7 separate regions of the Mus musculus genome follow, and regions 1, 2, 3, 4, 5 and 6 are each linked to region 7. The links are chromatin contacts, called in public HiChIP or PLAC-seq and promoter capture Hi-C maps. All regions are on one chromosome and are shown on one strand. Each heading gives the region's core, a stretch centred on a gene start, on an enhancer-like site or on the middle of the called end of the contact. The rest is flanking DNA. Distances are from core to core; before and after follow the strand shown. Region 1 has its middle 11 kb from the start of Gm38855. Region 2 has its middle 8.8 kb from the start of Mir6376. Region 3 overlaps Gm38708 (a long non-coding RNA gene). Region 4 holds the start of Gata2 (GATA binding protein 2). Region 5 has its middle 20 kb from the start of Gm38856. Region 6 holds the start of Podxl2 (podocalyxin-like 2). Region 7 holds the start of Ruvbl1 (RuvB-like protein 1).

What was found. Promoter capture Hi-C pulls out the DNA fragments that hold promoters and counts their contacts. HiChIP or PLAC-seq counts read pairs in DNA pulled down with a chosen protein or histone mark.
Region 1: a contact with region 7 is called in an H3K4me3 HiChIP or PLAC-seq map of bone marrow-derived macrophages, with 5 times the contacts expected there. The contact joins the enhancer-like site here to the promoter of Ruvbl1 in region 7. A contact is called at or near these places in 8 of 39 promoter capture datasets (the 3T3-L1 cell line, HPC-7-derived erythroid cells, cranial neural crest and 5 more) and 8 of 115 datasets of contacts at active chromatin or transcription factors (the SCID.adh cell line, bone marrow-derived macrophages, embryonic limb bud and 4 more).
Region 2: a promoter capture Hi-C map of the HPC-7 cell line shows a contact between it and region 7, with 8 times the contacts expected there. The contact joins the enhancer-like site here to the promoter of Ruvbl1 in region 7. A contact is called at or near these places in 18 of 39 promoter capture datasets (the 3T3-L1 cell line, 3T3-L1-derived adipocytes, the C10 cell line and 13 more), 1 of 15 datasets of contacts at CTCF or cohesin (the NIH/3T3 cell line), 5 of 484 Hi-C or Micro-C datasets (the HPC-5 cell line, bone marrow-derived DN3 thymocytes, bone marrow-derived macrophages and 1 more), 22 of 115 datasets of contacts at active chromatin or transcription factors (acute myeloid leukemia, bone marrow-derived macrophages, craniofacial prominence and 13 more) and 2 of 9 other capture datasets (adipose tissue and embryonic stem cells).
Region 3: a promoter capture Hi-C map of hematopoietic stem and progenitor cells shows a contact between it and region 7, with 3 times the contacts expected there. The contact joins the enhancer-like site here to the promoter of Ruvbl1 in region 7. A contact is called at or near these places in 15 of 39 promoter capture datasets (the C10 cell line, the HPC-7 cell line, the SN4741 cell line and 10 more), 2 of 484 Hi-C or Micro-C datasets (bone marrow-derived macrophages and nephron progenitors), 11 of 115 datasets of contacts at active chromatin or transcription factors (bone marrow-derived macrophages, embryonic basal ganglia, embryonic forebrain and 6 more) and 1 of 9 other capture datasets (adipose tissue).
Region 4: an H3K4me3 HiChIP or PLAC-seq map of craniofacial prominence shows a contact between it and region 7, with 5 times the contacts expected there. The contact joins the promoter of Gata2 here to the promoter of Ruvbl1 in region 7. A contact is called at or near these places in 17 of 39 promoter capture datasets (the C10 cell line, the HPC-7 cell line, cranial neural crest and 10 more), 2 of 15 datasets of contacts at CTCF or cohesin (the NIH/3T3 cell line and pro-B cells), 11 of 484 Hi-C or Micro-C datasets (the G1E-ER4 cell line, bone marrow-derived DN3 thymocytes, bone marrow-derived macrophages and 7 more), 27 of 115 datasets of contacts at active chromatin or transcription factors (DN3 thymocytes, bone marrow-derived macrophages, craniofacial prominence and 15 more) and 4 of 9 other capture datasets (adipose tissue, liver, macrophages and 1 more).
Region 5: an H3K4me3 HiChIP or PLAC-seq map of bone marrow-derived macrophages shows a contact between it and region 7, with 10 times the contacts expected there. The contact joins the enhancer-like site here to the promoter of Ruvbl1 in region 7. A contact is called at or near these places in 10 of 39 promoter capture datasets (the C10 cell line, the HPC-7 cell line, HPC-7-derived erythroid cells and 6 more), 1 of 15 datasets of contacts at CTCF or cohesin (the NIH/3T3 cell line), 4 of 484 Hi-C or Micro-C datasets (bone marrow-derived DN3 thymocytes, bone marrow-derived macrophages and conventional dendritic cells), 19 of 115 datasets of contacts at active chromatin or transcription factors (acute myeloid leukemia, bone marrow-derived macrophages, craniofacial prominence and 10 more) and 2 of 9 other capture datasets (liver and macrophages).
Region 6: an H3K27ac HiChIP or PLAC-seq map of embryonic stem cells shows a contact between it and region 7, with 5 times the contacts expected there. The contact joins the promoter of Podxl2 here to the promoter of Ruvbl1 in region 7. A contact is called at or near these places in 13 of 39 promoter capture datasets (the 3T3-L1 cell line, the C10 cell line, the HPC-7 cell line and 9 more), 1 of 115 datasets of contacts at active chromatin or transcription factors (embryonic stem cells) and 1 of 9 other capture datasets (embryonic stem cells).

Annotation. Positions count from the first base shown.
Region 1 is chr6:88,062,868-88,066,958 of GRCm38.p6, reverse strand. No RefSeq gene overlaps it. Among named protein-coding and RNA genes, the nearest start is that of Gm38855, 11 kb to the right of the region's middle. Within about 2 kb of position 1,653, at least 75 of the 459 cell types and tissues checked have an H3K27ac peak or open chromatin away from gene starts, as enhancers often do. A contact at or near this core is called in bone marrow-derived macrophages and hematopoietic stem and progenitor cells, where this site is marked.
Region 2 is chr6:88,111,229-88,114,952 of GRCm38.p6, reverse strand. No RefSeq gene overlaps it. Among named protein-coding and RNA genes, the nearest start is that of Mir6376, 8.8 kb to the right of the region's middle. Within about 2 kb of position 1,617, at least 41 of the 459 cell types and tissues checked have an H3K27ac peak or open chromatin away from gene starts, as enhancers often do. A contact at or near this core is called in the HPC-7 cell line, bone marrow-derived macrophages, craniofacial prominence and 1 more, where this site is marked.
Region 3 is chr6:88,163,960-88,167,782 of GRCm38.p6, reverse strand. The region is part of intron 2 of Gm38708 (a long non-coding RNA gene); the gene reads left to right. Among named protein-coding and RNA genes, the nearest start is that of Gm38856, 14 kb to the right of the region's middle. Within about 2 kb of position 1,537, at least 24 of the 459 cell types and tissues checked have an H3K27ac peak or open chromatin away from gene starts, as enhancers often do. A contact at or near this core is called in hematopoietic stem and progenitor cells, where this site is marked.
Region 4 is chr6:88,197,359-88,201,224 of GRCm38.p6, reverse strand. It overlaps Gata2 (GATA binding protein 2), which reads right to left and starts at 2,561. Exons shown (of 6, transcript NM_008090.5): 1 at 2,344-2,561; 2 at 1,436-1,708; 3 at 365-1,006. The coding sequence starts at 1,664. Gm38708 (a long non-coding RNA gene) reads left to right here and starts at 3,842. Exons shown (of 4, transcript XR_001785312.2): 1 at 3,842-3,866.
Region 5 is chr6:88,130,582-88,134,564 of GRCm38.p6, reverse strand. No RefSeq gene overlaps it. Among named protein-coding and RNA genes, the nearest start is that of Gm38856, 20 kb to the left of the region's middle. Within about 2 kb of position 2,399, at least 36 of the 459 cell types and tissues checked have an H3K27ac peak or open chromatin away from gene starts, as enhancers often do. A contact at or near this core is called in craniofacial prominence, where this site is marked.
Region 6 is chr6:88,873,678-88,877,213 of GRCm38.p6, reverse strand. It overlaps Podxl2 (podocalyxin-like 2), which reads left to right and starts at 2,168. Exons shown (of 8, transcript NM_001347327.2): 1 at 2,168-2,295. The coding sequence starts at 2,235.
Region 7 is chr6:88,463,568-88,467,423 of GRCm38.p6, reverse strand. Ruvbl1 (RuvB-like protein 1) reads right to left here and starts at 2,015. Exons shown (of 11, transcript NM_019685.3): 1 at 1,756-2,015. The coding sequence starts at 1,896.

The DNA.
Region 1 (4,091 bases), core at 404-2,903, 400 kb after region 7:
TCTTCTTCCTCACTAACTGAGGTCACCATGGAGCTGCCTGGGACCCATGTCCCTTTTATGCTCAGTCTTCCTTATCCTGTGGTTTTCATCTTCAAAGTGTCCCCTTAAGACCAAAGATGGCTATGACACTTCCCCATCACTGCCCAGTTTCAGATAGGATGAAGGGGGACATGAAGCCACCAACTGTACTTTCCAGTTTAGTCAGGCTTCCTTTGTGAACATGTCAGGGAAGCACACCCTGCAGCTTGTGCTCCACCTCCTTGCCCACATTGTCACCTGGTCACTTGCTTCCAGCAGGGAACACCGACAGATGTAGTTGGTTTTTTTTATTATTATTATTGTTATTGTTATTATTATTATTATTATTATTATTATTATTATTATTATTATTTTACATGTGTATGTGTGTGTTACTGGTGTGTATGCCTGTGCACAGCATCAGTGCTGCTGCCCACAGAGGAATGAAGAGGCCATCAGAACTGGAGTTACAGATAGTAGTGAGCTGCCTTGTGTGTGCTGGGAGTTGTGGTCCAGTCCTCTGGAAGAGCAGGCAGTGCTGTTAACCAATCAGCATCTCTGCAGCCCCCAGATGCAGTTCTTTTGTTAAGACTTTGTAGCCTTTATTACCAGTGTGTGCCACCTTCCTCAGCTTTAACGACCTTTTTAACTTTAGGACTCCTCAAGGCTGAAAATGCTGGTGTGGTGGCACAGCTCTGGAGCTTCAACATTCTGAAAGCTGAGGCAGAGGGTTTCCTAGGCTACATAGTGAACTCTGGTCTGCTTTGGATTATGTAGAGTGAACCCCTGTGTCAAAACAAATCAATAAGTGGGTGAATGAGTAAAGAAATATAATTGCAGCGTTTGTTGGGAATCTCCTGGGGAACGGTAAAGCTACAGCCATGCTACACACATTTCAGAGACAGATTGAGCCTGAGAACTACCCTCCCCTTACATTTCTTTTTTTAATTTTTAAGATATATTTTATCTGGAGCTACAGAGAGAGAGAGAGAGAAAGAGAGAGAGAGAGAGAGAGAGAGAGAGAGAGAGAGAGAGAGAGAGAGAGAGAGAGAGAGCACTCAGTGGTTAAGAGGACTTGCTGCTCTTGCAGAAGACCCAGGTTTGGTTGTCAGCATCCACATGGTGGCTCACAACTGTCTGTAACTCCAGTCCCTGGGGATCCAATGGCCTCTTCTAACCTCCACTGGCACCATGCACACGTGGTACACAGACATATGTGCAGACAAAAACACCTATACATATAAAAAGAAATAGATAAAAAATGTAAATGTCAAATAAATTCTGGTTGCCCTTATATTCCATTCTAGTCAATGGAGAGAGAAGAGAGAGAAAAAGGGTGTATACAACGTCCTTTCTTAGTACTGGAGTCAAATCCAGAGGTATGATCATGTCAAATAAGTGCTCAGCCATCTATCCACACCCAACACATTTTTCCCCTCTAATTTACTTGTAAAAACAGTACAGAACACCAGCCATCTTCAAATGGTGGGGGAGATGGAGTCATGGCAGTCTGTCTTAGTCCACTGGTAATAGAGGCTTTAACTGTGTAGCCATCACAGGGGCCTGGGCACCTTCAGGAGTCTGAGCTGGAGTTAGAGCAAGAACAGGAACTGAAGCCTGGCCTTAGGCCAGAGCTCCCGCTTCCGTTTTGGTTTGGGCTTTGTTCTTTGGTTGGCAAAGCCACAAATCAGCTTCCTGAGCTTGGTGAGAGTCTGGAAAGCATGTCGGTAGAGCTTGCAGTTGAGACTCTTTGGAATCCCGGGCTTAGCCTCCTTAAGGCTTCACAGAGGCCTCAAAGCCTTAGCTGTGCAGTCACTGGCCTCTGGGAGTTTGAGGTGGCTTCCACAGGCTTCTGGGCTTCTTGGCAAAGTGCATTTCCTCAGAAACGTGAAGTCAATGTCCTTCAGAGATTCCTGTTGTTCTCACCTGGGTTTCTTGATGCCGCTTCTGTGCTACTGGGCGGGGGGTGGGGGTGGGGGTGGGGTGCTCATAGGGCTTGACCTCATGAAAGAACCTGAGGTCAAGAAAGTATTTGAGAGATAGACAATAGTGATAAATTAATGTTCTGTTGTTGTTGTTGTTGTTACTTATTCATTTTACATCTTGCTCACTGCCCCACTCCTGATCAAATCTATGTTCTTAAAAAATACATCTCTCCAGCCGGACGTGGTGGCACACACCTTTAATCCCAGCACGAGGAAGGCAGAGGCAGGCAGATTTCTGAGTTCGAGGCCAGTCTGGTCTACAAAGTGAGTTTCAGGACAACCAGGGCTACACAGAGAAACCCTGTCTCAAAAAACAAAGAACAAAAAACAAAATAAAAAATAAAGATTGTGACTACAGTTGCTTGATTAGCCAGAACCACATACAAACTGTGGTTATGAGGGCCAGGGGAATGGCTCTGTTGGCGAAGCATCTGCCATGAAAGCACACAAACCTGTTCGAGTGTGCTTTTCCTGTAAACACTATGACCAAAAGCACCTTACAGAAAGGGTTAGTTTCACTTTACATTTCTACATCACAATCCATCACTGAGGGAAGTCAGGGCAGGAACTCAAGGAGGGAACCTGGAGCAGAAGCCACAGAGGAAGGTGGCTTATGGCTTGTTCTCTGCCTCCTACTCAGTTAGTTTTCTCATACAGCTCAGGCTGCCTGCCTAGGGGTGGTGCTTCCCACAGGAGGCTGGGCCTCCCCCATCAATCATCAGTTATGACGATCTCTCAAAGACACCATCACAGGGCAATGCTTCTCTTGAAGTTCCCTTTCCACAGGTGATTACAGGTTGTGACTTTTGGTATCAAGTTGACACTAAAAGCTAACTGGACAGGACCTGAGTTTGAAATCCTAGCATGCATGTAAAAGCAAGATATGGCAGGTAACCTCTATAACTTTAACTCCTAGAGGAAATAGGAGGGTCAAATGTAACAGGCCCCAGCCAGACCTTAGCACAACTGACTCCATGATGGAAATACCATTAGGGTCATAAAATTCAGCACGTAGACAGTACCACTTGCCAAAATGAAAATAAATACCTAATCCATCAAAGTCCATAGTTCTGGGAAAGTCCCTAAATGTGCTAACCTTGCTTTTGGCTTCTGTAGTTTTGCTTCTGTCTAACTGTTCTTGTTAACTGAAGTTCTTGTATATATATAGTGATTAAAGGCTCATGACTACATTGGAGATCCTGAACACTTGTCACCAGCTGACTAATAAAGACTTTCTATTGACTTAAACCCATGTTTGAGTAGTATTCTTTGGTGGCGACCTCACAACACAGAGACAGGCAGATTCCCAGAGCTTGAAAACCTGAGTCCAATCCCCATAGTCCCCACGGTGGAAAGAAAGAATGGATTCCATAAGCTACCTTTGACCTCCATACATGTGCCATGGTATGTGCCTGCCTTCTCTCACACAAATGAGATGTTAGAGAAGATGCCCAGTGTTGAATTCTGTCCTCTATCACACATGTATGTTCACCAGCAAAAATTGTGCACACACATCCACCACACACACACACACACACACACACACACATTGACAGCTTTAGTGTTAATGTGTGTTTACCTTGTGTGAGACCTAATGTTTGATACACATGTATGTTAACCAGCAAAAATTGTGCACACACATCCACCACACACACACACACACACACACACACATACACACACACACACACACATTGACAGCTTTAGTGTTAATGTGTGTTTACCTTGTGTGAGACCCAATGTTTGATACACAACACCACCAAGATTAATTGAAGGTGCATTATAATGTAAATGACCAAGATTTTATCTTCTTCCTTTGCACATTTTCTCATCTTTCTGTAAAATGAACAATTTATTCAGAATAGAGGTCTGATTTACAATTCTGGAGGCTGGGAAGTCCAGGAGCTTGGTGCATATATGGTAAACACCTTCATGCTATGTGATCCGTAGCAGAAGGCAAAAGGACAAGAAAGGTCCCAACCTACTTTGGTAGCCAGAAAATTCACTCTCAGTAACTACCTTACTCTGCAGCACTCATCAGTCCATTTTTGGGCAGAGCCCCTGGACCTTTACCTCTTTAGCCCCCAT
Region 2 (3,724 bases), core at 368-2,867, 350 kb after region 7:
TGCATACACACATTCTCTCACTGTCTCTCATTCTCTCTGTCTCTCTCTCTCTCTGTCTCTCTCTCTCTCTGACTCTCTCTCTGTCTCTCTCTCTGTATGTCACACACACCTCCCCTCCATAGCCATCCTGTGCAACATCTTCAATGCATGCTGTGTGGATCTGGGTCTGGCCCAGGCCACGGGAGCTGATGTGGAGCAGAGCACAGAGACATACAGTTAAAACGAAACCCTCCAGGGAATCCACTAAGAAAGCTCTAGGTGGGTAGGAGAGTGGGAGGAAGGTGGGGCTTCCGCTCTCTTTTCTGTGCCTTCTGGACAGTTTGAAGGCTTGCTATGAGCATGCATTGTTTTTACAATTGAAAACACATGTGCACCTCCTGGAGCCTACAGAGGAGTGCTGCAATGGGCCCAAAGGACAGAGGAGGAGGGAGGTGATAGCAGATGAAGTATAAGCTTGGGTGTGGAGACAGAAAGCTTCACGCCGGGTAGGCCTTCTCCATACACTCATGGGGGCCCCACTCATACTGGGCCCCAACCAGCCACCAGAGTCTTCCAGTGGAGCAGGGTGAGGGCCGAGGCCCGGGTCCTGTCTTGCTCCGTTGGCCCTCTGTGCTTGGATGCCTGTTCACTGGAGCACTCAGCTCACCTCCCACGGACTCGCTCTCTGGAGCTCCTGACATACCATTCATGAGCTGACCACAGCCACCTAGGACCCCACAACCCCACATGGAGTCGGGCTAGCCTAGGAAAGAGGAAAGGGCAGCTTTGTCCCAGCAGCCAGGCTTGGGAGGACAAGCCTCTCATGTGACATACATATTCCTGCTGAGTAAATCACTCCAAGGATCAAAGAGCCACCGTGGTCTGCTGGCCCATCAACCCTAGTCTCGACTTATCGGCTGCTGCCTCTGATGCCCAAGGCCAGCAGAACATTCTGGCCCCCATGGACCCAACCCCCAGTGATTACCCAGAATCCCCGGGGGGGGGGTGCTGACCCAGTCAGATGGGTCCCCTGCTTTCTTGATCACACAGATCCTGTTTGTGACCTACCACTGTTTTCTGTCTTGGGGGTTCAGAGAGCATATTTTGTTTTGTTTTATGAATTTTGGCTTTCTGTTGTTGTTGCTGTGCAGAGCCCTCATAGGTACCTGACAGCAAGGGCTGAGGGCTTCAGCTCTTCAGCTCTTTCTCATTCTCAGTGTTCCCTGGTGTCCTCAATAACAACTTCTACTCTGATGATTGCAGGGGGTGTAGCTGGCAGGAACTAATGGGGGCTGGGCTGTGCTTCAGTACCCTAGTGCACCCAAGCTCTGGGTCCCATCCCTGCACCAGGAAGAAGTCAGAAAGGAACCAGTGGTGTAAGGGCCCAAACCTAGAATGTGAACCTGTCAACAAGGTGACTGTCTGGGGCCTCACTCATCCCTGATCCTCACCGGAGCCCTCTGCGCTGGATCTCAGGATGAGCCTACGTCAGATCAGAGCGTGAGGCCAGCAAGGCCACCCACAGCCAACGTGGGCAAAACAGGGACGAAGGGTGAGAGGCCCCAGTATCCAGGCTCCTTCCATCTCTGCATGCAGACACCCACCCTCTGTCCACCCTGAGGCCCAAGCAGGGGTGGATTTGCAGGGTTTGGAGTGCCCTCTAGTGGCTACAAGGCTCCAATTCAACCCCTACCCGAACCCCATATAGCAAGGTGAAACCCAGCTCTTCCCTGACCCTGTGCCCTGGGGCCAGAGACACCAATTCACTTTGCAACAAGAAAATCAAGGGATAGGCCACATGCACAAAACAACCAGAGCAGCCAGAGGTGCTGCCCCGCAGTGCTGTGGTACATTCCAGGGGCTACAGCCTTCATTGAGTGCCTGCTACCTGCTCTGTGACCTCAAAACAAGAGATTATTCTCTTCTACAGACAAAACTCAAAGTTGCTCTACATCCCTGATCTAGAAAATGTCCAGAGCAGTCCCCACATGTCACTGTGCAGAGAGGCATAGAGGACCCCAGTCCTCTGCTGGGGGCTGGAGGACACCAGTGCTCTGTGAGCTGCCAGGCTGCATCTTCTTATCATTAGCACTGTAGTGTGTTCCTGTTACCCAGCTGGGACTGCCACCACCAAAGGAGCCACCCCACTGGCAGACTCATTTCAGGCTCACACCACTCTAAGGAACAAACATTATTGCATTTTAAAGATGGAAACAAAGTTCCTAGCGGTTGGATGACTTTGCCAAGGCTACAGGTCCCGGAAGACAGCTGCAGCATCCCACCTAACCCAACCCTACCTTTCTATTTGCTTCCTAGTGAGGGTTTATTTTCCAAACCTTTGTAAATAGCCCCCACACCCACCTTTAAGAAAGCTTGGCAGCCAGACATGCTAGCGAGTGCCCTTAATGCCACAGGGGTTGGGTTAGGGAAGATGGCAAAGGTTTGAGGCCATCTCTGTTTGAGGCCGGCCTGCTCTGTAAGAGTTTCGGGCCAAGCTGGGAGGTGGTGACATCTACCTTTAGGGAGACAGAGGCAAGAGGATCTTTGAGTTTGAGGCCAACCAAGTCTACAGAGCAAGTTCCAGGACAGCCAGGGATTCACTGAGAAATCTTGTCTCAAAAAACAAACAGCAAATAGAGTTCCAGGCCAGCCAGGGCTGCAAAATGAGATCCTGTCTAGCACTGATTGATTGATTGATTGACTAATATGGAGAGAAAACAGTGAAAACCAGACATGGCATTACACACCTGTAATCTCAAAACTTGGGAGGTGGAGGCAGGAGAATCAGCAGTTCAAGGTCATCTTCAACGACATCTTGAATACAAGGCTCACCTGTGATACATGAGACTGTCTCAGAGAGAGGGGTGAGGGAGGAAAACTGTGTAAAGCTCAAATGCAGCAAAAATCCAAGAAAGTGACCCATGACGGTGAGAGACCGGTCAGTGGAGAGCACACAGTCTAGACGCAGCTCTGTGTCCTTAAAGAGATTTATGTCACCCACGAACAATCACTGCCCTGCGCCCCAGGAACAGCCCTGCATGACTTCTAGCTCCCGTTCATTCTCTTCAATCCAGGAGTCAGGGAGGATGCAAAAGAGGGAAGGGGGCCGGGCGTGGTGGCGCACGCCTTTGATCCCAGCACTCGGGAGGCAGAGGCAGGCGGATTTCTGAGTTCGAGGCCAGCCTGGTCTACAAAGTGAGCTCCAGGACAGCCAGGGCTATATAGAGAAACCCTGTCTCGAAAGACCAAAAAAAAAAAAAAAAAAAAAAAAAAAAGAGGGAAGGGGTCCCTCCGCCGGGGACTGGGAGGTGGACAAGAGGGAAGCCAGAGAGGTGTTCTTACCTGGTCACACGCGTCACGGGTGAATGATGAACTGCCTGCATTTGCTGCATTTGCTCTGAGTATTCCAACGTAACAAAGGCTACATTTTTTTTTCTTTTTACAAAATAAAAATTTAATGTCTTGATAAATATTCTTAAGAAATAGACTGTGTGATGTTTTAAACCTTTCTAAACCTTTTGGATATCCTTTCAAAGGACAATTGTTAACATTTTAAGCACTTTTGACTAAAATTCCTCACATAAAGGAATATAAACTGCAAATGCTAAAAGACACTGCACTGCTTAGAAGGTTTGCTCGCTCCTTTATACAAGTATTTGACACATACAATACCAAACAGGGCATCGCTTCCCTTTCCTTTCAGAAAAATCATGAGTTTTCACTGGTTAAAACCAACTTAAAATTA
Region 3 (3,823 bases), core at 288-2,787, 300 kb after region 7:
GGAAACTTAAGGGTTCTTTGGATGGTTGGATGGTGTTTTGCTAAGGCAGACTCGTGAAGGAACATTTAGCTGAAGCAGACACAGATGAAAGGATGTTCTGCTAAAGAGAGCACGTGAAAGGACACATGATGAAGGCTTCTTCGCTAATGGCACACATGTATTGGTCCGCCTTACACTGTGTAGTTGAGCTGCGTTTGTTGGGACTCCTTAGGGAGAAACACACCAAATAACTTTTGGTGGTGTACTGCAGTTTCTTGTCACTTCTGCAGACTTGGGCTGATTGGCAGAGTGATGTCAGCTGAGACAGACCCACGTGCTGAGGCAAGACCCGAGGAGGACATGTCATGTTCGGAGGATATACATAGGCATAATGGACAGTGACAGAGGCTGAGCTGGGCTTGCTTATAGAGCTTCCTGTGCAATGCTTGTGGGTCTCACATCTTCACTGATTTTCATTTCTCTGAGAGAGGCACAGCCAAGAACTTCTTCTGGCCTACCTCTTGGTCCCTTCTGCTGACTCAAGTCGAGGCTGAGGCCTAGCTGTCTAGGTAGTGCCACTGCTGATAAGTGTTTGCCATCCCGACTCTACCGAACGGGACTGCTGGTGTATCTGTGTAGTGCATCGAGCTGCCACTGCCAACCTATGAACTGAACTTCCAGACAGCACAGACAGGAGTTGCTCCAAAGAACCTTTCTAAATAGGTCCACTTCCCACATATCCTTTCTTTCCCACTATCTCTGGTAGGTGGTGGGCTAAAAGGAAGGTTAAGACCTTTAAGAACTATCATTAAAAACAAAGTTTGAAAAAATTAAAGTTACAGAGAGTGTTTCTCACTCCTTGTCTGCTCCCACTTTCCTTGCGACCCTTGGCCATGCTCTGAGAGGAACTTAGAGCACTGAGAGAGCATTCTCCTATTCGAGTCCATAGGACCCTAACAACTGGGACAATGGCTGGAGAGCATGTGGAAAGAGCCAAACCTGCTAGCTGGGTCACCTCTCACGATGTCCATGTTGAGGGGCATACAGGATGTAGTGAGGTCCTCTAATCCCCAGCGATCCCTCACATTCTTATCCCAATGATCATAACATCTACCATGTCCCCAGGGTCCCCAGAACTCTACATGTCCTTGAACATGGCTGAGGTTCACCCCAGGCATCTGGGTGTTTCCCTATCATGTGGCCTGGTGGGAGTTAGTCCATGGGGTGAGGTGGACCCTTCCAATGGGACTTGGAAGTTATATCTTCACTTGACCTCCAAGAAAAGCTTGTGACACGTGATGATGAGTTCTCAGAAGCCCAAACTCCTGTGTTTGGCACGTGGATGTCCCATCTCCCCTCTGTCACTGGAGAACAGTGGGACCCTCATCTCCAACCAGATCTAAGTACAGCCTGCAGAAGGAGCTCCCAGGTGTGGGGAGGTGTAGTCAGTACCTCTCACTCTCAGACTTCCTCCGGCCTCTGCGGGAAGCCTGGCTGTGCCAACTAGCACGTGTGGCACAGTGGCCTGGGTTGCAAAATATATCCGGCATGGCAGTTGGTGAAGTTATGCAATCACCCCCAACTTACGGAAACCACCTTGTGGTGCTCCTGCGGAGCAGAGGTGGATGGCCGGGCCACTCGGCTGGCTGCAAGCCTAAAGTGGTAGTCGGCTTCTTATAGGTCCCAGACCATCCATCAGAGCTCACCTTATGGATGTGGAACCAACCATTGACAGGGCTGGAGAGCATGGTCCGAGGAGCTGTGGTGGCCAGCTGGAGACAGGGTCGTGCCAGGGGTCAGTTGTCCCCGTTCTTGGGTGAGACAACAAGCTTCAGAACGAGGCTCAGGTAGCAAACAGACTTAGGGGAGAGTCCCTCAGAGCCCTGTCCCAGCTCCATATCGGACTTTCTCCTATTCAGAGCTCCCATAGCAGGATAAAATGAAGATGCGACAAGTTCATGGTGCGAGAGAGAAGCCTGATCCAATCTGCTGACATCCTGGGAATCATCAAGGCAACGTCAGGACGTGTCCTGGACAGCCATGCCTACCACAGCTAAATGGTCAGTCATTCCCGAGAAGGCTGTTTGGCCTAGCCAGTGGGATTCTGGAACTAAGCGAGGGTCACCCCAGCCTCTCCATATCTTCCCACAAGGAAAGAGTGGTCCTAAATGGAATAAAGCCCAAGTTATCTAGAATGGGACGCCAGCTTTGCCTCGCCCTCATGCCCTGGGTTGTCATAGCATTTTCTGCTCTCAGTTCTCTGAGGTTGAGGCAGATCAAGGACGTGAGAGGAAAAGCTGACTTTGTTCCAGTCTCACCACCCAGCCACACGTTCCAGCCCCAAGACTGGGAGAAGTGCCCTGGTAGAAATCCAGCCCTCTTGGTCTCCTCATCGCGACTGAGGGGTGATTCTGTGTGAATTCACACTGGACACTGTATAAGACAACTGCACCTTGCTCTTCTGCTCTACAGTGTATCTGAGGCCAACTTGGTAACACACACAGAGCTGCTCTGTCTGCCTCAGCTCCTGGGTTGTTTAGTGAGTGGATGTGTCAGGGCTTGTTGCACCCCCTCCCCCAGGACTGGACACAAGGTGACTGCCATCGTCTCAGTCTGACAGACAATGGAGTCTTCACCACCTTTCAGCACTTACAAAAGTTGCCTTGGAGACCCCCAACTCTGGAGTCCCTCTGTCAAATAGGATACGGGTTTCTTAGTTTAATGGCTATGGGAAGATACAAATTCATTAAGAAACAAATGCATTTTTCATAGTTTATTTTGTAATAAGCTTCTTTCTTGTGCGTATGCTTTAACACTTTACTCATGTGGCAGCATACATCAGATCTCATCTCTCTACATCTGAGTAACAGTCTCTTGTATGGATGAGATAATTAGATGTATTTTGACCTTTGTTTTACTGCCATTAAATCTTGTTAAGTATGAAGTTGTCTTATTTATTTTTGTTATTTTTAGTTACATGTAAGCATGTGTGTCTGTGGGGTGGGTGTACGTCCATGTGAGTCCAGGCACTCAACCATGAAGGCCAGAGGCATTGGGTCGCCGGCACTGGAGGTGCAGGGTCTTGTGAGCCACCTGGCATGGGTACTGGGAATCAAACTCAGGCCCTTGGGGCCTCTGCGGGAGCAGCACATGCTTCAGTCCCCTTCCATCCCCAGGCTGTGTTACTTCAGACCGACCATCCGTGTTAGGGCCACGGGCCGTGAGGAGCAGACTACAGACGGCTGTGGAACGCAGCAGCGTAACTGGGCCCCACTTCCAGTTGTCCTGACCGGCTTGTTAAAGTGTGGGGACACTAGCCTATTCTTGTATGTTATTTATTGGTGCATGTGTGTGTGTGTGTGTGAGTGTGTGTGTGTGTGTGTGTGTGTGTGTGTGTGTGTGTGTGTGTGAACACAGGTGCGTATACCACAGTGCATGTGCAAAGGTCAGAGGCCTTCTGGGTGGCTAGTGTCTCCTACTGTGGGTTCTGAACAGAATGCAGTTGTGGGGCTAGTGTCTCCTACTGTGGGTTCTGAACAGAATGCAGTTGTGGGGCTAGTGTCTCCTACTGTGGGTTCTTAACAGAATGCAGTTGTGGGGCTTGTGTGGCAAATGCTTTTACCTGCTCAGCTATCTCACCAGCCCAAGGTGTGGGAAGTTTGCTTTTATTCTTGGCCTTTTGCCTCTGTATCGCCCATGTATAGTCTCCTGACATTTGGGCTACAGTGGACCTTACACGAGCAGCGGTCCCATACAATGACAGTAATGGCCTTGCTGCTTCGACTTTTTCTGAGGACGTAGAACAAACGTCTGTTTCCCCAGATAGGGCACCAGTGACATACCA
Region 4 (3,866 bases), core at 1,312-3,811, 270 kb after region 7:
AGCCTCCATTCTCCCCCACGCCCAGTCACGAGGCTGCTCGGTCTCAGCTGAACGTTTGGGGAGGGAGACAGGGAACCTCATTCTGTGTTTTAGCTGATACTTGTCAACCTTGGAGAGGAGGCCATGAGGAGGGGTGCGGAGAGGAGCTGAACATGGGGGTTCCTAGGAGCACTTAACGGCAGGATGAAAGTTTTAGGGGTTTCTTCCTCCCCACAGGGAACTTCAAATGCCTGTGGACTATCAGAGATGACCACCACCCATTCTTAAATCAGGCGCCCTAGCATGGCCCCTCTATCAGACCACGGACCCCTTTTACAGAGGCACACCACACCCACAGGCCCTGAAGTCCCACACCTGCCTTTACCTGAGCAGGAGCGAGCCTTGCTTCTCTGCTTAGGGGTGAAGCTGGAGGCGGGGCCACCCAGGAAGCCTCCTGGATGGAAGAGACTGCTGCCATAGTCATGAGCTGCGGCGGGCACATAGGAGGGATAGGTGGGTATCGGGTGGTGTGTTGCAGGCTGGGTGCCCATGGTAGCTAGGCCCGGGCGCAGGGGACTGCCGCCTTCCATCTTCATGCTCTCGGAGAGTGACACTTGGTACTTGACGCCATCCTTGTCCTCACCCCGGGCTACACTACCCCCTGCAGAAGAAGAGGCCGGGGAAGCAGCTCCTGTTGTGCTGGGGTCTGGAGACACTTCTTTGGGTGGCGTGGGTGGGAAGCCGAAGAGATGGGAGCCCGAGTGGGCTGCAGTGGGGGTGAGGGAGGCCACGGAGCTCCCACTGCCTCCCCCGCTCCCACCCGCAGCCCCTGGGTAAACAGACAGAGGCCCTCCGGGTGCTCCAGCAGCTGAGGGGTGCAGCGGGGTCTTGGAGAACGGGCTGACGGTCCAGGGACTGTGGTGATGGGCAGCGGCGGCAGAGAGAGCTGCTTTGCCCCCGTCCAGCCACGGCAAGCCTGGGCTGTGCAACAAGTGTGGTCGGCACATCTGGCCTCCGGTGAGACGGGCTGTGCAGAGGGAAAGGGGGTGAGGATGACCAGGGGCTTCAGAGCCATGACCCGGGCACACAGGATCACAACTCAGCGAACTACCATCAGCAGCCCCACCCTTTAAAACATCAGAAACGTAACACCTCAGCCTGTAATCATCAGCAATGTCAGTGAAAGGCCGAAGGACAAGTGACACAGCAGCCCCACCGGACAGGGCCCAGAAGGATTCCCCCACCCCCACCCCCGCCAAGACACTTGGAAATGGACCGAAACCCTACAGGTCCCAGACCCTCCCTAAGAAGTCCCTGCCTCCATCTTCTTAGGCCCGATTTCGCAGCTGCTCAGATTCCTGTGGATCCCACATCCGGGAAGCAGCAACAGGCCGTCCCCCCTCCAAGGCCTGGCCCGGGCGCCAGGCTTCCAGAAACCTCGGGGGCCAAAGCTCACCATGCGCCGGGCTGTAGGAAACGCGCGCGCGCGCGTGGGCCGGGTTGGCGTAGTAAGGGTTGCCCTGCGAGTCGAGATGGTTGAAGAAGACATCCACCTCGTCGGGAGGCAGCAGCTGTGCTGGCTCCATGTAGTTATGCGCCAGGCCCGGATGGTGCGAGTCGGGGTGCTGCGCATTCAATACGGCGGGGTGCGCCATCCAGCGAGGCTGCTCAGGCGCCACCTCCATGGTCCACTACTGTGTCTTGGGAACCAGGCGAAGGTGGGGCGGCCCTGGATAACAGAGGGAATGTGAAGGACACTGCCGCCTTCTGACACCCCCATTCCCAAAGTCTGTGTCTTGAGAGCAAAGACGTTCCATCGGAGCTTCACTGAGGACCAGTCCCGGGTGGAAGGAAAGCGCAAGGTTTAAAACGAAAGGAAGGTGAAGGAAGGGGTTCAGCCTCATACACTTGCAGGGAAACTCGCGTTCCCACAGACGCAACTCCACATACACGAGGTCACACACACGGATAGGTCCTGACATCGGTGACCCCCCCAAAACGCACGCGGAACTGAAATCAGGTTCTCACACCGTGCCCCTGTCCTCTGGGCACACAAACACATAAACTCTGACTAAAAGTTAGAGACAGTTGCCTAGACATCCACTCTGGGGCACACGCTCTCCCACGCCCCCGTAACACTTTGACAATATATACACAAACTAACCCCCAACACCCCGGGCCACCCCAAAAAACGCACCCGCAGTTCCTGGGGCTGCGAGCCGGTCCCCAATGCACTCTCTAGCAGTCAGCCAACCTCTCCCCAAAGCATAAGAACGTAATCGCCCACAGGAGATCCTGGTCTGAGCTCCACAGAGATCCCTCCAACCTAGGAATGTCCACAAGCCCCCTGAACCTCAAACTTACACTCGCAGCGGCGCGGGAAGGGGAGGGCTCAGCAGTAGAGAGTAAGAGACACCAGGAGAGCCCGGGTACGGCGGGCCCAGCGACAGCGCGTTCCAGGGCCGGCGGATTCACGGGATAGGGGTGGGGGACAGCGCGCGTCTCGGCCTCCGGCCCGCCCGGCTCCGGCCCCTCTGCATCCTCCGGCCGCCCTGGCGCCAGCTGCCGACTCCTGCACAGACGTGAAGCGGGGGCCGCGCACGCCTATGAAGCCGGCGCCAGCCAATCAGCGCCGCGCGCCGCCCAGCCTCCGCCCCCCCATTGGCTGCTCCCGCCGCTTTGGCCGCTGGACTTCGGGAATGACCCGCAAGCTGGCCTCCTAGGCTGCCTGGCCCCCTACCAGCGCCCTCTCTGCGGCCTCTGATGCCAACGCCCCCCCCCCCCAGGGGACCTTCGCCGTGGGCAGACCCTGCACCCCTCCGGCAGACGCTCAGGTCTTCCAACCTCTGCCCTCCCAGCAACTAGGCACGAATAGGGTCCCTGACTTCCCAGGAGCCGAGACGTGCACCTTCTGGGTATCTCTCTGCTGGGACCACAGCTTTCTACTCTCGGGCGGAGCCCCACCTCCACTGCTACGGACGACGGCCAGCCCAAATCCAACTGACTCCCCAAACTCTCTGTCCTTCTATCAGGGATAGCTGTGCAAGAGGCTGGTAGGATCCGCTGGACAACATGAGTCTAGGGATTGTGGACTTCTCTAGGGCACCCGAACTTTGAGCACTAAGACACTTGAGGCTGTGCTAGACCAATAATGGTCGCGGTCAAGCCAGTGGCCCAGGGAGGGGGAAGGGCTCCGGGCGGGGCCTTAGTAGACCACCAGGCTGAACTGCCTGGGGCGAGGCCGTGGAGCGGGAAACTGGCGCCAGAGTCGGCTGAAGGGAGACTCCCGGGGTATTAACCATATATATTTTTTCTTTCTAAGGGTCCCCGAGACGGTCTTTAGGGAGAGGGAAGCAATGTTGTGAGCACTTTTTCCCCAAAGTCACCTGGAGTTTTTCTCCACAACACCTCCATTCTGGAGAGACAAGTGAGTTCAGTGGCGAGTATACAAACCTAGCTCCCTCCCTGGCTATAGATGGGAGACCTAAACTCCAAGAGTCCAGAAAGAAGCTTGTGAGTCCAAGACTTTTAGGGGAATCTAGACAGGTGCGATGGATTGGCCAAGCTTGGAGCCCTCCACATAGCTCCTCTATCTTTGCAGGGACCGAAACCCCTAAAGAATAATTCCAGAGGAGTCCCAGGTTGGTCCCGAGCTGGGGAAAGGCTGGGGTCCCCGCCGCCCCCAAGGATGGGGGAGGGGCGGCAGGATTGACAGTCCGTAATTGGGTAACTGGAGGCGGCTTCTCCGGCCCGGCGGCCCCGCCACCGCGACGCCGGGCCCCTGACGTCACCCGATTCGCCAGGAAATGAACTTTTTAATAATCCAAGGAGGGTGGAAAGCCCTCGGTCCCCTCGGCTCGGGGGGCGCCCAGCCAGGAGGGCTCAGC
Region 5 (3,983 bases), core at 1,150-3,649, 330 kb after region 7:
CTTCAGGTCAGCAACTATTGTTATGTTTCCAAGCTTTCTCTTCTGGCTGTTGCCATTAGACATGGCCATTCTGAGCCTTCACTGGTCAGCCTGCATACGGTCCCCGGTTCATTTCTGCATACAACTCTCCTGGGGTGTCATAGCTTCTACTACACAAGGACCAAGGAACTGAGCTGAGCTGGGTTCTACTCTGTGTGGGGCTGCTATTCCTCTGAAAACCTGTACTGGCAAGCACCTAAGGGCTTCCAAAATACTGTGGAACAAAACCGAACAGAGGAAGCATGCTTAGGCCACGTTCCCAAACTCCCCTTCCCCGGGAAGTACATGGCTGAGGAGAAATGCTGTTCCCTACGGCTTGATCCCCAGAAAAAGGGGCCCTCCTTGGCCTTCAGCCTGGAACAATGCAGAGAGCTTCATAGAGGGCAGGTGCGTGTGTGTGTGTGTGTGAGGGGGGTGCCTTCCTGAAGCTTCCCAGGACAGGGCCCCGGCCAGCAGGCTGGACTTATTGTCTATTGTCCCAGGCTGGGACAGGAAGCACTTTCTGTTCCCAATTGCTTGTGTAGATTAATTTACAGTGAAGGAACTCAGAACTTTGGCTGCACCTGTTTTTCCAGAGGCCAGCTTCTGACTCAGGGGGGTTCTCGGGAGGAGCCCCCTGTTTCAGGGACCAGTGCCCCCAGGGCCTTCAGCTGGAGCCACTGCCTGTCTCGTGAGTGCTGGGCATGGGCTCTGGGAGCCCCCGCCTGCTTGCTTCAGTCATCTCAGCTGCTCTCTGAAGAGGCAGCCTAACCAGGGGAAAGGTTAGCCACATGGTACAGAAGTGAAAACCGTCAACAAAGCTCCTGCCCTTTGAGGATGGCATCTCCTCTTTCATCAGAGATCCCTTTTCTGACCCCGGCTTAGGCAGATAACAGACACGATCCTTTTATTTTCATATGATTGGTTCTGGAAATCCATTCTACGGATGAAGAAACAGGGCAAGAGTGGCCCCTTCACAACTGGACTCTCAGCCCTTGGAAGGCTAAGTGAGTCTGAGGTCAACCTGGGTTACATAGTGAGGTCTAGTCCAGCCCAGGCTACAGAGGCCCAGTCTCAAGAAGCTAAAAGCAAGAAAGGAAAGGGGTGGGGAGGAAGGAAGAAAGGAAAGGAAGAAGGAAGGAAGGGAGTGAGGAAAGGAGGAAAGGAAGAAGGGAGGAAGGGAAGAAGCAGGGACTGTGGCTGAGAATGACCATAATGACTTAGGTTGCCAGTGGACATATGCTCTGGGTCCCTGAGTTCTTAAGCCTAAAAGTCTCCATAGAATAGATGCAACTTAGTGTCGCTGGCCTATGTGCCTCACAACAGATGCTCTGGAGCAGAGAGACCAGTGCCTTCGCCATCTTCTCTGCTCTGCCCCCTGTAGGCCCACTGCCTAACGCCAGCCTGGGGTGGCCTTGAGCTGAGGTAAGCCCCACGCAGTCACGTTTTCACGTGGAATTTGCATACCTTTCTTTTTTAAGATTTATTTATTTTATGTGTATGAGTACAGTGTCAATGTCTTCAGACACATCAGAAGAGGGCATCAGATCCCATTACAGATGGTTGTGAGCCACCATGTGGATGCTGGGAATTGAACTCAGGACCTCTGGAAGAGCAGTTGGTGCTCTTAACCTTTGAGCCATCTCCCTAGCCCATTGCATGTTGTTCTATTAATAACTCTGGTAATATACTTCCATACACTGGGCAGGTGGAAGAAATCTGTCTGCAGGGGTCACAGTGCCTGTGGGCCCAGCTTTCCCCTCTGCTCTGTGACACCACCCCAGTGCAGACAGTAGACACCTGCTGGACACAGCTTCCCTGTGCAGCTGGTGTGTGCTTCCCCGTGGGAAGAAGAGACAGGGTCTAAGGGACAGTGTCACTTATCTCCAGGTACCCCTGCCTCCCCATACCCACTGTTTATCACCACTGACCCAGAGGCAGCACTGAAGGATGCTGGTGTCTGGTGGGGTGAAGGGTGATGACCCTCTTTTAGGGCTCTCCTTAGCTTTCAGAGGATGACTCCCTTGCACAACTGAGGCTGGCTGCCTTCTGTGGTACATCCAACTCAGCTCCTTGACTTGGGTGACTCAGGATGGCTCTGCTCTCCATGACTTGTCCAGCCCCTCTGCCTACCAGTCCACTGTATGGAAGGCCACGGCTGCCTCTGCAGGGCTGCTTCCTCTAATATCGCATGGCCCCAGATCCAGGTCTGCCTGCCGTCCCCCTGAGTGACAGAGCTGCCCTTTGTGAAGGGGGAGATTAGAGGCGGGCTGGAGGCTGCACGGCTTCGCCTCGATGACAGGGGCCGTCAGCCCTGCACACCGCAGAGCCCAGATCCAGGAGAGTCTTGACAAGCCTGGAGGGGTTCCAAGAGGGGGACGGCGGGAGGGGGACAAGCGCCTAGCACACAAAGGCCGAGCCTGTCTTCACACCTGCAGGGACGAGCAGAGTCCAGGCCGGGGGAGACGGGGCTTGTGGGGGATGAATAATTCGCTCTGAAAGAAGCATGTCACCGGCAGATAGCTCAGCCAGACACTTCAAATAAAGGCAAGCAGCCACAGTGACAGGGGACATTCTTTGCCACCGATGTGCTGCTGGGACCTAAGTGCTGTGATGTCTTGAAAGAAAGGCATCTTGAACTCTTCGTAGTTATTTTTATTAAAAAAAAAAAATAAGAAGGAGGAGGAGGACGAGAGGAGGAGGAGGACTAGAAGAAGGAGGAGGGAAGTGGGGAGATAGGGAGAGGGAGGAGGGAGGGAAAATACCACCTCGGAAGCAGAGATGAGCCTCAGTCCTATGGAGCACTGCATCTGGCACCTTCATGTCACTGTTATCAGAACGTGGACATACCTGCTGCTTGGTCAGCTCCTGCCACCCCAGGCCCTGCCAATTGCCTGCCCAGGAGTGTGTCTCACCCTGCCACCCCACAAGCACTGCCCAGACTTCCTGAGCCAACTTGGATGCTCTCTGCCCACCCCAGACGGCACCTCTGGTTCTCACTCTCTCCTCCTCAATCCTCTATCCACCCAGCCAAAGCCTGCAATCCCAGCACTCTGAGACCTGAAGCCCGAAGCAGAAGGATCCCAAGTTCAAGTTCAAGGTCAGCTTGGGCTACACAGCAAAACCGAGAGAGAGAGAGAGAGACAGAGAGAGAGAGAGAGAGAGAGAGAGAGAGAGGCTTAAGCTGATTTATTCATATGTTCTCATGGATGAAAGTCCAACTATTAAGTGTGAAAATATTAGAGGATGATGTGTGTGTTTATGTGTGTGTCTGTATATGTGTCTCATGTGTGTGACTCTGTGTGTGTATGTGTGTGTGTGTGACTCTGTGTAAGTGTGTGAGCACGTGTCTCTGTATATGTATGTGTGTATATGTACGTGTGTATATGTGTATCTCTCTCTCTCTCTCTCTCTCTCTCTGTGTGTGTGTGTATGTCTGTGTGTGTGTGTGAGAGAGAGAGAGAGATTTTAGTCTATTTTCCACTGTAATAATCCACTGTCTGGATTAAGACTAGCTGTTTAGTGGGAAAAGAAATTTGTTGCCAAACTTGATGACATAAATTTAATCTTTGGAACCAAGCAAGGAAGAAGAGGCAGATCCCCCAAACTGCCCTCTGACCTCTGCACATGCATTCAAACGTGCAAACACATGCACACACATGCACAATAAGCAAATAAATATAATTTTAAAAGTTTAAAGACCAAAAGGGGAGCTAGAAAGATGGCTCAGTGGTTAAGAACACCAGCTGCTTTTGCAGAGGAGCCAGGTTCAAATCCCAGCACCTACACAGTGGCTCCCAACTGTCTATAACTCCAGTTCCAGGGGATCCAATACACTCTTTGACCTCCTTAGACACCAGAAATGTGGTGTACAGACTTACATGCAGGTAAAACACTCATATACATAAAAAATAAAGTAATAGAAAAATTAAGAAAAAAACCAGGTAAAAAGATTTCTTTACCTT
Region 6 (3,536 bases), core at 919-3,418, 410 kb before region 7:
AACTTAAGGGACAGGGATGACAGTCTCCTTGTAATTGTTTCCTGCTGAACTGAAGCAAAGAATTCCTTTTGGAGGACCCAAGAAAATTAGAAAAACAAAACCAAAACAAAATCAATCGGTTACTCTTGTTTGTTTTTGTTTTTCAAGACAGGGTTTCTCTATGTAGCTCTGGCTGTCCTAGAACTCACTTTGTAGACCAGGCTGGCCTCGAACTCAGAAATCTGCCTGCCTCTGCCTCCCAAGTGCTGGGATTAAAGGCGTGCGCCACCACGCCCGGCTAAAACCAGTTACTCTTAAGAAAGCTAGCTGTAGCATCTGTTGTCCAGTCTCTGTATGTTGAGAAAGTGTAGGCTTAAATGAAGTCTGACTGGAACAGTCTGAAAGGCTGGGCCAAGTGAGCTAATTATTCTGAAAATGTCCCGGAAGCAAGTCTTTAGAGGAAATAGCTTTGATACAGCTGAAGTAGGATCAAGCAAGAAGCTGGAACAGTAGGTCTCAGTAGCTCAGGATCCTCGAGGGTGAATCCTGTCAGGGCTGCCTTCTTGGTCTTCCATTCTGCAATATACAAACCTTATCGACATTTGCATTGAAAGTGCGGGGTGCGGAGATCAATTAAGAATGATTTTCTGCTGTTTGAACAGGTGAAAGACAACTGTCTTTCTTTAGAAGTTAGTCTGATCATATAATCAAACTCAAATCTCCATTTACACTATCTGAAAAGATGGTATGTCATAATAAGCCCTGAGAATTTTGTAGTCAATACAATTTGTTGTCTGTATATAGACATTTAAGTCCCAGAGCTGTCCCCAAGTATAGGGATCAGTGTATACATTACCCATCTTGTTGATCTTGCCAGTCTTCCTCTTCTTGTCTGTAGCCAAGATCTTCAGGGAGTCGCCCTCTGTCAAGTCTGATCCTTATTATTTCGGAAGGAGTCCAAAGCCTTTTCTTCTTTTTTAAAACACAAACCTAGAGTCTCTCTCCCAACACAGCATGCCTTTAAGTACAGACTGATTCAATCTAGTAGAAGACTAGGCACTGGGTTTCCTGGAGCTGGAGTTACAGACAGTAGCAAGTGTGGGTGCTGGGAACCAAATCTGGGTCCTCCAAGAGCCACAAACTCTGTGCGGAGCTGTCTCTCTAGCTCCCCTCCCCCACCAGACAATCTTATGTCGCTCAGACTGCCCTGGTCTTAACCTGAATCCCTTCTAGTGCGGTACAAATATTACAGGCGTGGGACAGTCACGCTTCAGTCAGTGTTTTCACTGTCACTTAAAGAAGTGAGACATCTTTCTATCTGAGAATTGCCACAGTTTCTCTCTGTATCTAGAATGGTTTCGCCAAAACCCAGCTTACCCAACATCCATGCATCCTATAAATGTCTCCATAGAAGGTCCCCTCTGCCTCCGTTTGTGCTTAACCTGCCTTCCTACACTTGTGGCTCTGGAACATGCTGAGGAATGTTCCTGCCCTCCTGACACTTAGGAAGAGCAATGCCTGTCGGATTTGCCATATTGGCACAAAAAGAAACTTGAAGTCAAGGAGAAGCGCTGGCTAGAGAGAAAGGTGACTCCCACAAGATGTCTGAAGACAAGGACAAATCTCCTCAGGCTGTGAAAGCCAACTGGAAATTGGGGGTCTAAACTACCCCTGGAAGCTGTAGTGGGTCAGAGGTTAAGAGCATGGACTGACCCAAGTTCAGTTCCCAGCACCCACATGGTGGCTCAACAACCATCAGTGGACTTCAAACACGCACGTGGTGCACATATGTACATGTAGGGAAAACATTCACACACATAAAATGAAAATAAACTACACCCGGCACAGAGTTCAGCTCTCTGCTCTTGCCCAGTCCCTTCACCAAAGCCTGGTCCTCTCCGGCCTTCAGGATCCCCAGGCCACGTGCCCCAACAGGTCCCTGCTGATCCTGGCCTCTGTCTCCTTCGCTGTAACTGGGGCCCGGTCTGCTGCACAAAAGGTTCGGGACCCGCTTCCCAGGGAGGTCCCCCCCCCCGGGTGGCGAAGTGCTCGAGGCCCGAGGTGCAGGTGCGAAGCCGGACTCCGCAATAGGGTCCCGCCCCCGATCCCTCCGCTGCATCGATTGGGCGGATGAGCGCGTGAGTGGCGGGTACGCAGGCCAACGGGGCGCACGCGCGCCGCCGCCTTCGCTTTGCGCGCCCCCGAGGCCGGCCCGGGCGCCGCGGCGCTGCGGCTGCGGGCGGCAACGCTGCACCATGGCCCGGCCGCTGCGGGCCGCCCGACTGCCGCCGCCGCTGCTGTTGCTGCTGGCCGCCGGTGAGTGGGGCCGGGCCAAGCCGCGAGGGCGCAGCGCGCCACGGGCCAGTGCTGGCAGCGCCGCAGAACAAAGGCTGTGGGGCGCGCGGGGTCGGCCGCGCGCGGGGAGGAGGCGGCGGCGCGGGGCCTGGCGCGGGGACCCCCCAGGCGCCCTGTCCTGGGCGCTGGATGCTCCGTGCCACGCGCGCGCTCGAGGACGGCGGCGGCGGGGCCGCTGCACCAGGGTGTCCGCGCCCCACCCCTCGCCAGGTGACAGGTGACAGGTGACCAGTCTGCGGCCAAGGAGCAGAGGGGCGTGTGCGTGTGTGCGCGCGAGGGTGTAGAGAAGCTCAGCAGGGAGGCGAGAGCGCACGGGTGACACCCTTGGAGAAATCGCATCGTAAAGGTCCGGCGGGTACCCAAAGCGCGTGGGCCGGGGATGCCGAGGGCCGAGAAAGAAAGAGCTGCGTGGCCGAGGTGGATGTTTACATGTGCGTGGAGCTTGCCTGGGAAGGCGTGTGCGTGTCGTTGTGAACGCGTGTCCTCGACTGCGCGGGGCAACTTTATTAGGAGCTGACAAAGGGGTAGGTCTGCGACAGCGACTGCCGCCATATGGGGCTGTGTGTGAGACTCGGGTACGTGGTTTTCATTCAGCAGTCACTCCGGATACCTCGTTAGTGTGGGCGTGTGACAGGTCGGGGCCTGAGGCAGGTAAGAAATATGTGTGTGAGGGAGAAAGAGACAGCTTCTCAGGGTAGACATGGGATTCAGGGGTGTGTGCGAGTGTAGGGGGCGGGCACAAAAGCTTGACAGGCTCAGAGGCAAGCCGCCACCACAGAAGGGGAGGGAGGAAGGCTGACTGCAAAGGTGGGTCAGACCAGGACATGGGAGAGCAGCTTTCTCAGGGAAGATCGGAGCTGGGACCCTGTCCTAAGGTGGGCCTGGGGCAGGAGCAGGGTGCTGGGCTGGGTGGGCTACAAGACTTGGTGAACGCGTGTCCTCGACTGCGTCGCTTCCCCTCCAGTGGAGACAGGCATGGGACTGGCCACTAGTGCTCAGGCAGTTACCCCACCAAAACCCACCCAGTGTAATGTATACAAATTCGAGGAGGCGTCTATGTGAAGTCAGGTGAAGACCTTGTTTGATATGAATAGGTGGTGGGCCCTTACTTTGAGACTGTCAATGATAGAACACCAGGAAAATGTCTGGAGAAGGGCGGAGGTGGGAGAACGCTGATTAGGGTTGTACTTAACTGTAATTCC
Region 7 (3,856 bases), core at 766-3,265:
TGAGGTAGCAAAGCCACGTGCTCCAGCTCACACCGTATAGTTGCTGCCACGAAGAGAGAAGGGTAATGAGACGCTGAGTGGCTACCGAGGGCTGGGGGTGGGGTGGGGGTGGAGGGGGACTTTCTCATACATTGTATGTAACATTTGAAGCCCTGGGCAGAAGTCTACATTTCAGCCGGGCAGTAGTGACACATGCCTTTAATCCCAGCACTTGGGAGGCAGCAGCAGGCAGATTTCTGAGTTTGAGGCCAGCCTGGTCTACAGAGTAAGTTCTAGGACAGCCAGGGCTATACAGGGAATCCCTGTCTTGAAAAAAAAAGAAAAAGAAAAAGAAATCTACATTTCAGACAAAAATTGCAAACTCAAAATAACCAAAGCATAAGTTTGGTATGTCTAAGCGACAACATGCTGCAGCAGCCAAAGTATAGTGAACAGAATGGAAAAGGGGAGGTTGAGGCAAGCAGGGACCAGCACAGACCTAGTACTTAACAGAGTCTGCAGGGCTGTGCATTCCAGGCCAGTTTGACTACAGCAACATTATCTAAACAAAAAGGGTATGTATGCTATGAATCCACCCAATAAAAGAATTGGCAAGGGCTGGTGAGATGGTTCAGTGGGTGAAAAGCACTTGTAGTGTAAACCTGAGGACCTGAGTTCAATCCCTGGATCCCACAGTGGAAGGAAAGAACCTCTGACCTCTACCAGAGCACCATGGCAGTCACATGACTGCACTGCATTTGCGCACATTTTGTCAAACAGGAAAAGAAACAAAGAAATATCAGCTAAGGAAGCCAGGTGTAATGGCCCACACCTTTAATCTTAGCACTCAGGAGGCAGAGGCAGTCGGATCCCTGTGAACTCAAGGCCAGTCTGGTCTACAGAGTCCCAGGACAGCCAGAGCTACATAGTGAGACTGTCGTGAAAACAAACAAAAATAAATACCGGCTAACATTCAAAGAATAGGAAGGATAAGATATGGAGTACCAGAGGCTGCTGGTGTGGGTGCAGATGCAGGTCTAGAGCAGCCTCTGAAGTCACATACACAGAAATGTCACATGGACAGAAATGAAATAAGAAACAATAGACTCAAAGCTGCCTGGCCAATAGAAAGCATTAAACTGCTACTACCTGCTTGCAAGAAAAGATGCAAGCATGCTAGGGTCAAACATTTCCCTTTTTGGATAGATGATGCTCTTTGCTGCTGGCACTTTCTGTGTGCAAGAGGCTGAGAAAGCAGTCTTCACCACATGTAAAAAAGCAAGTTTTTGTAGACACTGAACCTCTGCAGAGTTCAGAGTGGAGGAGGCTGAAGAAATGGGAAGAATACTGATTTGATGGGGGTTAGGGGGAGGGAGATACCAGCCTCATTACTGCTAAACTGGCAGGTGGTTAAGCGGCCTAACCCACCTTTAACTTCTTCATGTGCAAAACAGAACCGATAGAAAGACCTGGCATGACTTTAGGAAGACTGACCTGGAAAAGCTGGAGTGCTTGGATGGGGAATAGATCAGACAGTCCTCACCGCTCCACTTAACAGATCAGCTCCCAGGCCCAAAGAACCCATATCAACTCTGAAAACGTAGTCAATTCTATACTTAACCGCACAGCCTTCCACTGCGTTTCCGGTGAGGTCTAATTTGCGTGCCGTGACCCGCAAAGGATGCAGCCTTTGCTCGCTAGTGTGATCCTTACTTCTTAGATCTTAGTGGATCCTGGTCCCGCCGCCCACACCTCGCGCACAAGCCCCACGCCCACCTCTCTCGCGTTCTCCTGGCCCACGAGACCCGAAGCCGCCTGCTTGGCTAGGCCGCTCTCGTCCAGCCCCAGACCCTTCACGTGGCTGTGGGAGGCGATGCGCTGCGTCTTCGTGGTGCTCTTCACCTCCTCAATCTTCATTTTGCCGAGTGTCTAGGAACACAACCTGCGTGGAGTGGTAGGAACTACCGCACGCCAGGCGCCTGGGTTACCACGCGGCCGTTACTAGGCCGCTCTCCTGGACCCGCCCCTATCAATATGTCATTGGGGGAGGCGAGAAGGCTTCGCTTTCTATTGGCTAAAAGCTACGCTGGTCACGGCTGCTGAGTTTCGCCCAGTAACTTCCGTCTGTGTCACAGGATAAGTTCCCCCAGGGCAAACATTTCCTGCCCTGGCCACATTTGACTGAGAACTGCTTAAGTACTTAAGCACTATTAATGTGAATGACAGGTTTTTAATTATAAATGCCTCTTTTAATGCCTATTTTTTTTCTTTAGAATAACATATTTGTGCCAGGGTGAGTTAACTTCTTCACTGACAGATGTTAAATCTTTTCCAGGTGCTTGGATGTCCTGAGAGAATCATCAGCAAAGCAGCTGCCCAAACTTCTCCAGTGCTCACCGAATTATTTAGACACCCAGAGAATGCCCCACTGCTCCCATTTTTTTTTTTCCAGAATACACTAGATCCTGAAGGCACTATTCCAGCCAAAACTTTTCAAACACTTCATGCCATAATTCTGGTCATCATATGCCCAATAAGAACCTTAAAGAAACTCGGCGGTGGTGGCGCACGCCTTTAATCCCAGCACTCGGGAGGCAGAGGCAGGCAGATTTCTGAGTTCGAGGCCAGCCTGGTCTACAGAGTGAGTTCCAGGACAGCCAGGGCTATACAGAGAAACCCTGTCTCGGAAAAAAAAAAAAAAAAACAAACAAACAAACAAACAAAAAAAAAAAAAAACCCTTAAAGGAAAAAAAGGAAGGAAGGAAAAGAGAAGATGTGTTTGTGTAGCCTTGCCTGGCCTAAAACTCCAGGGCCCCCACCTGTCTCTGCCTCCTGAGTTGCTGGCATTAAAGGTGCTACCACCATACTCTGACCAGATATTTTCATCAGTCTGGAGTGGGTGCAAGTCTCCAGGTAGGTGAACAAAAGCTGCCTGTGAATGGTGAAACTATGGTCCTTCATTTGAATAATCAACGGCTCTGATATTGGTGCAAATATGGTAGTTTGTTTTCACAATCCACCTTGCCATAGTCCAAATTTAATGCTTCATTTTCAAGAAGGGCTATACTAAGGACGGCAAACACTCTTGCTTACTCTCTCAACATTCTGGCTCTCTAAGCAGGTGTCCCTCACTTTTTTTTTCTCGAGACAGTGTTTCTCTGTATAGCCCTGGGTGTCCTGGAACTCACTCTGTAGACCAGACTGGCCTCAAACTCAGAAATCCACCTGCCTCTGCCTCCTGTGTCCCTCACTTTCCTCACTTTTAAGTCAGCCAGGAGACACCTTCCTGTGCTGTGCAATGTGTAGCTGTGGTGCAACTTTAGGCCCATTGTTTGATTTCTCAGTCTTTCCACCTATATTAATAGTATTGTGGGCTGAGCCGGTAATATGAAGAAGACAAGCCTAGAGACTGTAGCAGTGAAGACTGTGATGAAAGGCAGCTAGAGAGTTCTAGAGTAAAATAAAGACAGAGTAAAAATAGAGAGTTTCTAGACTGGAAGCAGAAATGGCATGTGACTGGCAGCAGAGAAGCCAGAGGCAGGGATTGCTAGACAAGTTCCAAGGAGTGCCAAGTCTTTTTAAATTTTTTAAATTTATTTTTATTTTTATTTTTGGTTTTTCAAGACAGGATTTCTCTGTGTAGCCCTGGCTGTCCTGGAACTCACGCTGTAGACCAGGCTGGCCTCGAACTCAGAAGTCCTCCTGCCTCTGCCTTCCAAGTGCTGGGATTAAAGGCATGTGCCACCACTGCCTGGCAAGTCTTTTTATTTTATTATTTTATTTATCTGTGTGGGTGTTTTTCCTGCAAGTATAAATATACCAGGCAGTGCCTAAGGACATCAGAAGAGGATGTCAGATCCTCTAGAACTGAAGTTAC